Regions from separate parts of the Triticum aestivum genome. Here region 2 is linked to region 1. A link is a contact called in public Hi-C data. All regions are on one chromosome and are shown on one strand. Each heading gives the region's core, a stretch centred on a gene start, on an enhancer-like site or on the middle of the called end of the contact. The rest is flanking DNA. Distances are from core to core; before and after follow the strand shown. Region 1 holds the start of LOC123046522. Region 2 holds the start of LOC123046524 (mannosyl-oligosaccharide 1,2-alpha-mannosidase MNS1).

Region 1 (2,741 bases), core at 150-2,649:
CTAACATTTGAAAACAAACAAGCATGAGACTGAAGGCCCCATTGAATAAACAACTAGCAGATGCACATATTTGATTGCTTTTTTTTTATTGCTACAAGTATTTCCACGTAATGGGTGAAAACAAACAACAGGAATGAAAAAAAGGGTGCAAACACAGTGCACAAAATTACTTACAATCAGCAGGTCCGTGTTCTGCATAATCAACATCTTGGAGTGTGAAAACTGTTTCGGTAGGTTCGCTTACTGCTGGAATGACATCGGAAAGAACAAATCCAACAGCTGCATCGACATCAGAGGAATACTGACTGGCTACAGCCTTCAATATTCGAAGATCAACCTGTAACACGAATACAAAGGAAAAAAATAACCTTAAATATGCCGTGTTTTCTTTATCTCGATGTACAGTTGCACATATGTTAGAATTGGTTGCATAAATACAGTACAAGATATTTGAGGTGGTTCACGTTCATGTTCATGTTAATGAATCCAGTCTCCAGGACGAAGTAAATCATGTTTGGCATTGGTTGACAGGGAAATCAGTAATCCAGCAGGGCTGCACAATGAAATGTCAGCATTTTATATTTATTTTTTGGAAAGGTTGAATAATGTCAGCGTAAATGACTTGATGCTTCGACATTTTACTTGGTTGTTGACTCCTTGCTACTTCTGTCACTATCTTTTACTGTATTTCCCTATAATTACTCCCTCTGTAAAGAAATATAAAATCGTTTAGATCACTATCTGCAGGCCTACTACTGATGTTCCTTCCATATATGATACACACTGAGCAGAGCATTTTTTCTTAATAGTATTCAATTATCCTTTATTGGCCTAAACCGGAAATTTGTCTCCCCCTAAGAAAAACTGAAATGCTCCCGGGAGCCTATTAATGGATTTTTTTTGAATTGCCCAATTAATAGATTTCATCAAACAGTTTGTCGGCAACCCATATGGTGGTGCCTTGTAGGAGATAGAGCAAAAAAAAAATGCGGAGGAGGAGAGAAAAGAAGATTCTCCAAATAGAATCTTCGCGTGTAAGCTAGATGAATTACTCCAATTTTTATTTTATTTCTGCTAAATAGGACTATATTATAGAAGAAATTGACCTTGAGGTATTTACAAACAAAAACATGAACAAATCTTGTGGAGCCAGCCAGCCGGACCAATCCATACCTGTGGGAAGACCTCTCGCAGGGCGCAGAAGACCTGCTTGAATGTCATCGCCGACGCCTCCAGAAATAGAAAGGGGCTGGATTTTTGGTCAAGGAGAAGGGGGCTGACATGAAGGTTGGGGGGAGTGGAGAAAACCAGTGAGACAGAGAGAGGGGGTGACGGATGGAAAGAAGCCGAGGGAGACGACAGGTGAGGAGGAAAAGCTCGGATGGGGACGGGCCAGTTACTCGCGAATATTCATGGCGTATAGAATGGCAGCTGGGGCCGCAGGTCGTGGGGGCCATACGGTCAGTGAGTGCCACGGCGTGCGGCGCTTGGCTCCCGCCTTCCTGGGACGCTGGGGCGCGAGGAGACCGGCTTGTCAGTGACACGGATACTGTCGCTCCTTGTCTTGTCTCACGGTGGGTTGACTAGGACAGCAACCAGAGGACCCTTTAAAAAAAATACTTCCCTCAAAAAAAAAAAAAAAACTGGACGTGTCCAGTGTTGCCGACACGGAGGCCGTTGGCACGTCAAGTTTCAATGTGGTCCACCCGTCACACATCGTGTGCGTTTCTTTCCCAGTGCTGCCGACCACCCGTCACGCCCACCGCGAGCCCGTGGTGTCGCGTCGTGCGCCTTCCGCTACACGAGGCCTCATCTGAGACCTGGACAGACGGGCCGTCCTGGTGCGCAAGCTGTTCTGTAATTCGCCGCCGGCTGAAGCGCACGACGGCATGGGCAATGGACGCGTCGACGCCTGACGGAAAACCAACCCAGCCATAGGGCCGAACCAGGCTACCGACGCGACTACGGGACACACTTTGCAAGCCAACGAGTGCTGCAAGCCATCACAGTTTGGTCCAGCATCAGTTTTTTCAGGCACCTCACTCCTCAAGGCACAAGATAATTAGGGCGATGATTCGGACAGGGTTGATAGTTACAAGCATCTGTCATATTTACAGGACCGTGGAAACGGTGAAAAAAGACGTGCTGCATACATGCTACCCCGAGCCCAAAGAGGCGAAGCATTCTCACCAATCTTTCAGAAACTCGTCGGCCAGATCTTTGTAGCTCACCTTTTTCTTCTTCGGAGCCACGGGGTTTGGATCTGGGGCTGGAACCCCCGCACTGTATGACGAACTTCCTGCACGCGGTGCCGGAGCCATGGGATTGGATGCAGAGCCTCCTGTCTCAGGCACCGGAGCCCTGTTACGTGGAACTTCTCACACGCGGCGGATCGTGCTCAACTTTGGCTGGGGGAGCGCTGCTTGCGTCTTCCCTAAGCGACGGTATCATGTCGAGAAGCATCGCATGCAGAGGATCCACCATCTGTTCTATCTTCTCGGCTGCCATGCTTGTTCCTTCACCAGCGTCTGCTCTTTCAGAAGTTCCTTTGCTTTCGAACTTTGGACTGGTTGTCGTATCCTCTGCTGCACTCAATTTGACGACTTTTGGCTCTCGCTCATCCAGTGTGATGAACTGGGCACCTGCTGGCGGTCCTTGGTCTTCATCCAGGCTATCTTCTTCCATCTTTACGACAGAATCTGTGCCCAGCTTTTGATCTTCACCTGTTTCACCAGGGCCGC
Region 2 (2,932 bases), core at 269-2,768, 200 kb before region 1:
GTGATGACGTCAAATACATGAGCCGTTACCAAAATTTCTTGACTGAATACTATACCTTCATTCACTCTCACACAAGAAGGGCACTACAAAATTAGAGAAAAGACCAAATAAATAGCATTTCTAACTAGCAGATGGGATATCAACCTTACATCCAATTCAGATTTCACTCATCCGATTACTGAGAACTGGATCAACTTAACTAGCATATCTAACAAACGATAAATAGTACAGCTCACGTGTCACATACTCGCATCCACCAAATTATTTAATTACTCATAACAAGTCCCAATGAACATTAGTATCTCGCCAAGATTAAACCAATATGAGTCTCTACATGACTAATTGACTATACTAACATAATAGGGCAATCACAGTTACAGCCGCTCCTTAGAATACAACAGCTATTCGAACAGTTTCACTACAAACCACAATCATAAAGTTGCATGTGCCATGTATAATAATGTTCTAACTAGTACTCCCTCCGTCCGGAAATACTTGTGATCAAAATGAATAAAAGGGGATGTATCTAGACGTATATTAGTTCTAGATACATCTCTTTTTATCCATTTTGATGACAAGTATTTGCGGACGGAGGGAGTATTCAGTTCTCCAAATCTACACCATATAGTAATTGAGAAACATGGCAAGGTCTTGATTATTCCCCCGGATTAACTAGAACAGTTAAGGTCTTCCCGCCTGAGAAAAATCTAAGCTGCTAAAGTACCTCACTGTACCCATATTCATCCCACTAATTCTAGGATTGGAAAGAAAAGACGCACAATTCTTCGCCAAATCTACAGTCAAAGCTGGAAAGAATTCTAAGCTAATACCAATAATCGTTACACACGTATAGTTGAGCTGTAGCCTAGTGGTCCCTCATAAGATCCACTCGCTCAAAAGATCAAATCTCAGACAAAAGCGTCAAGATTCAAACGGAACGCCAGATCCTCGGCACAATCTCTCCCAAATGAACCCCAGATAGGCAGACGCAGCATAAACCTAAACCCATTTATCCCGACGGCTCTAGCCACAAGTCGTCGTCGCTACACCCAGATCCAGCGCCCAACCAGCGCCGAGACGAATTCGAAGCTACTTGGCCGCAACAACCAAATTCAATCAGATCCCCGCGGTTCCGACCCGGATCAGGGGAGAATTCTCCGGGGGCGAGACGGGGCGAGCGCACCTCGTGCTCGCTGACGAGCGATTGGCGGTCCCAGAAGGCGAAGGTGGCGGCGACGAAGACGAAGAAGAGGAGCGCGAGGCGCTTGGGCCGCTTGAGGTAGTAGGCGGGGTTGAGGTACCGCCACGTCCCCGACGAGGAGGACGACGAAGACCGGCGGGCCATGGCGGCGGCTGCCTAGGGAGCTCCGGCGAGAAGGTCGCGGGGACCGAAGCTCGTCGCCGTCTCCCTCCGGTGACGTCGCCGGGGATGCGCGCGTGTGCGTGCGGTCGGTCGTGCTGTCCCCGCGTGGATGTGTGTGCTTCAGTGTTTTCTCTGTCCGTCAGTGTTTGACAGTTCGTGGGTCTCGGCAGTCATCGCTAAATGTGGGCCCGACTCTACTTCCGGTAAATAACCACTTCAATACTGAAGAAGAGTAGCGAACGATAGATAATTCAACCCAGAGGTAAACAGTATCACGATTTGAAAGGGAAAAAAGTTTAAAAACTCAAAAAAAACATTTATGCAAGATGCTCCTATACGTGAACTCCGTACAAAAGTCTTTTGAACTTTTTTGTGCAAGATGCTCCTGTGCGTGAACTCCGTGGAAAGAAGCATCTTGCACCACAAAAAAAATTGAACTCTTTTTTCCTTTCAAATCGTGGAATTGTTCATGCCCGGGCTCATCTGAATCCGGACACCAATTCACCGGTCTCAGTAGCGAATACCATGGCTTCGTCTCTTCTTTATGAATACACTCAATCCTATAAACATATGTACACACTCTCTATCCTTATGAACATCTTCGAGATACTGACTCAGGGCAACATCTTGAAATTGATAAAGTCGCCACATGCCCTCATAGTCGGCGGAAACATCACCTCCCATTCAATGAACGTCGTCGGAAAGCCTAAAATAGAGACAGGAAAATGCCATTCTACTTGGGAACAAAATTCACGGTGAAATCCATGGTTTTTTGCGGGTCTCTGGAGTGGATGAATATGGTGTGGTCACGGCAATGTAACTGTAAAACGATCTTTTTCTTAGAGAAACTGCATACTATAATGTAACAACGGACAGAGTATAAGTACAAATATATACAGAATCTACCGAATAGACCAAGAAAAAACCATAGTCATAAGAACTTTACAAAAATGACCTCAATAAAATGGTTAAAACAAAATGGTCATTTGTGGTCCCTGCAAACTATCGATCCTACGGCCGCCGCCAACTCCCAGCATTGTCGTGACACACGCCGAGGGAGGAGGCAAGGGTCCAACAGCCCTAGATCCATGCCATCACCATCACCTTTTTGTGGCTTTGAGAGTTGATGAACAGGCTCGCTCCTTACAACAAGGCGCATGTCGATGTGGCATGTCGGTTGATGATCGTCCCCATGCTAATCCGGATCTAGCTTCGCCGCTTCCCATCGTCAGAGACGAGAAGAACGTCGGGATCGCTCCCCATGGACCACCAATCTTGCTCCAGAGCTAACATCTTTTTCCAGTTGTCATTGTGTGTAACATATTAGAGTAATTCCCTACCTAAATAATAGCTAATAACTGATATTTGCATCATCATGCCATAATTCCAATGTGCATTATTCTCAATTGCATCACAAAAATGTCGAACACACAAAACCTAATTATTTTACCATTTTATTTTATTGGGCTATGATCTACACCATTTTCCCCTTTCAATGTTTTAGAATGGGATAGAACCCCAAACTTTGAACATGGTCTTTCCACAATATCTGTGAGCCCCAAAATTATT

The links. A called contact is a pair of places that touch in the nucleus more often than the background predicts.
Region 2: a contact with region 1 is called in a Hi-C map of leaf, with 4 times the contacts expected there. The contact joins the promoter of LOC123046524 here to the promoter of LOC123046522 in region 1. A contact is called at or near these places in 2 of 5 Hi-C or Micro-C datasets (both in leaf).

What each region holds. Positions count from the first base shown.
Region 1 is chr2B:654,969,142-654,971,882 of IWGSC CS RefSeq v2.1, reverse strand. LOC123046522 reads right to left here and starts at 1,399. Exons shown (of 9, transcript XM_044469921.1): 1 at 1,174-1,399; 2 at 175-337. The coding sequence starts at 1,221. LOC123046521 (putative DNA ligase 4) reads right to left here. Exons shown (of 27, transcript XM_044469917.1): 27 at 1,988-2,741. The coding sequence ends at 2,365.
Region 2 is chr2B:655,167,697-655,170,628 of IWGSC CS RefSeq v2.1, reverse strand. It overlaps LOC123046524 (mannosyl-oligosaccharide 1,2-alpha-mannosidase MNS1), which reads right to left and starts at 1,518. Exons shown (of 15, transcript XM_044469922.1): 1 at 1,184-1,518; 2 at 1-83. The coding sequence starts at 1,345.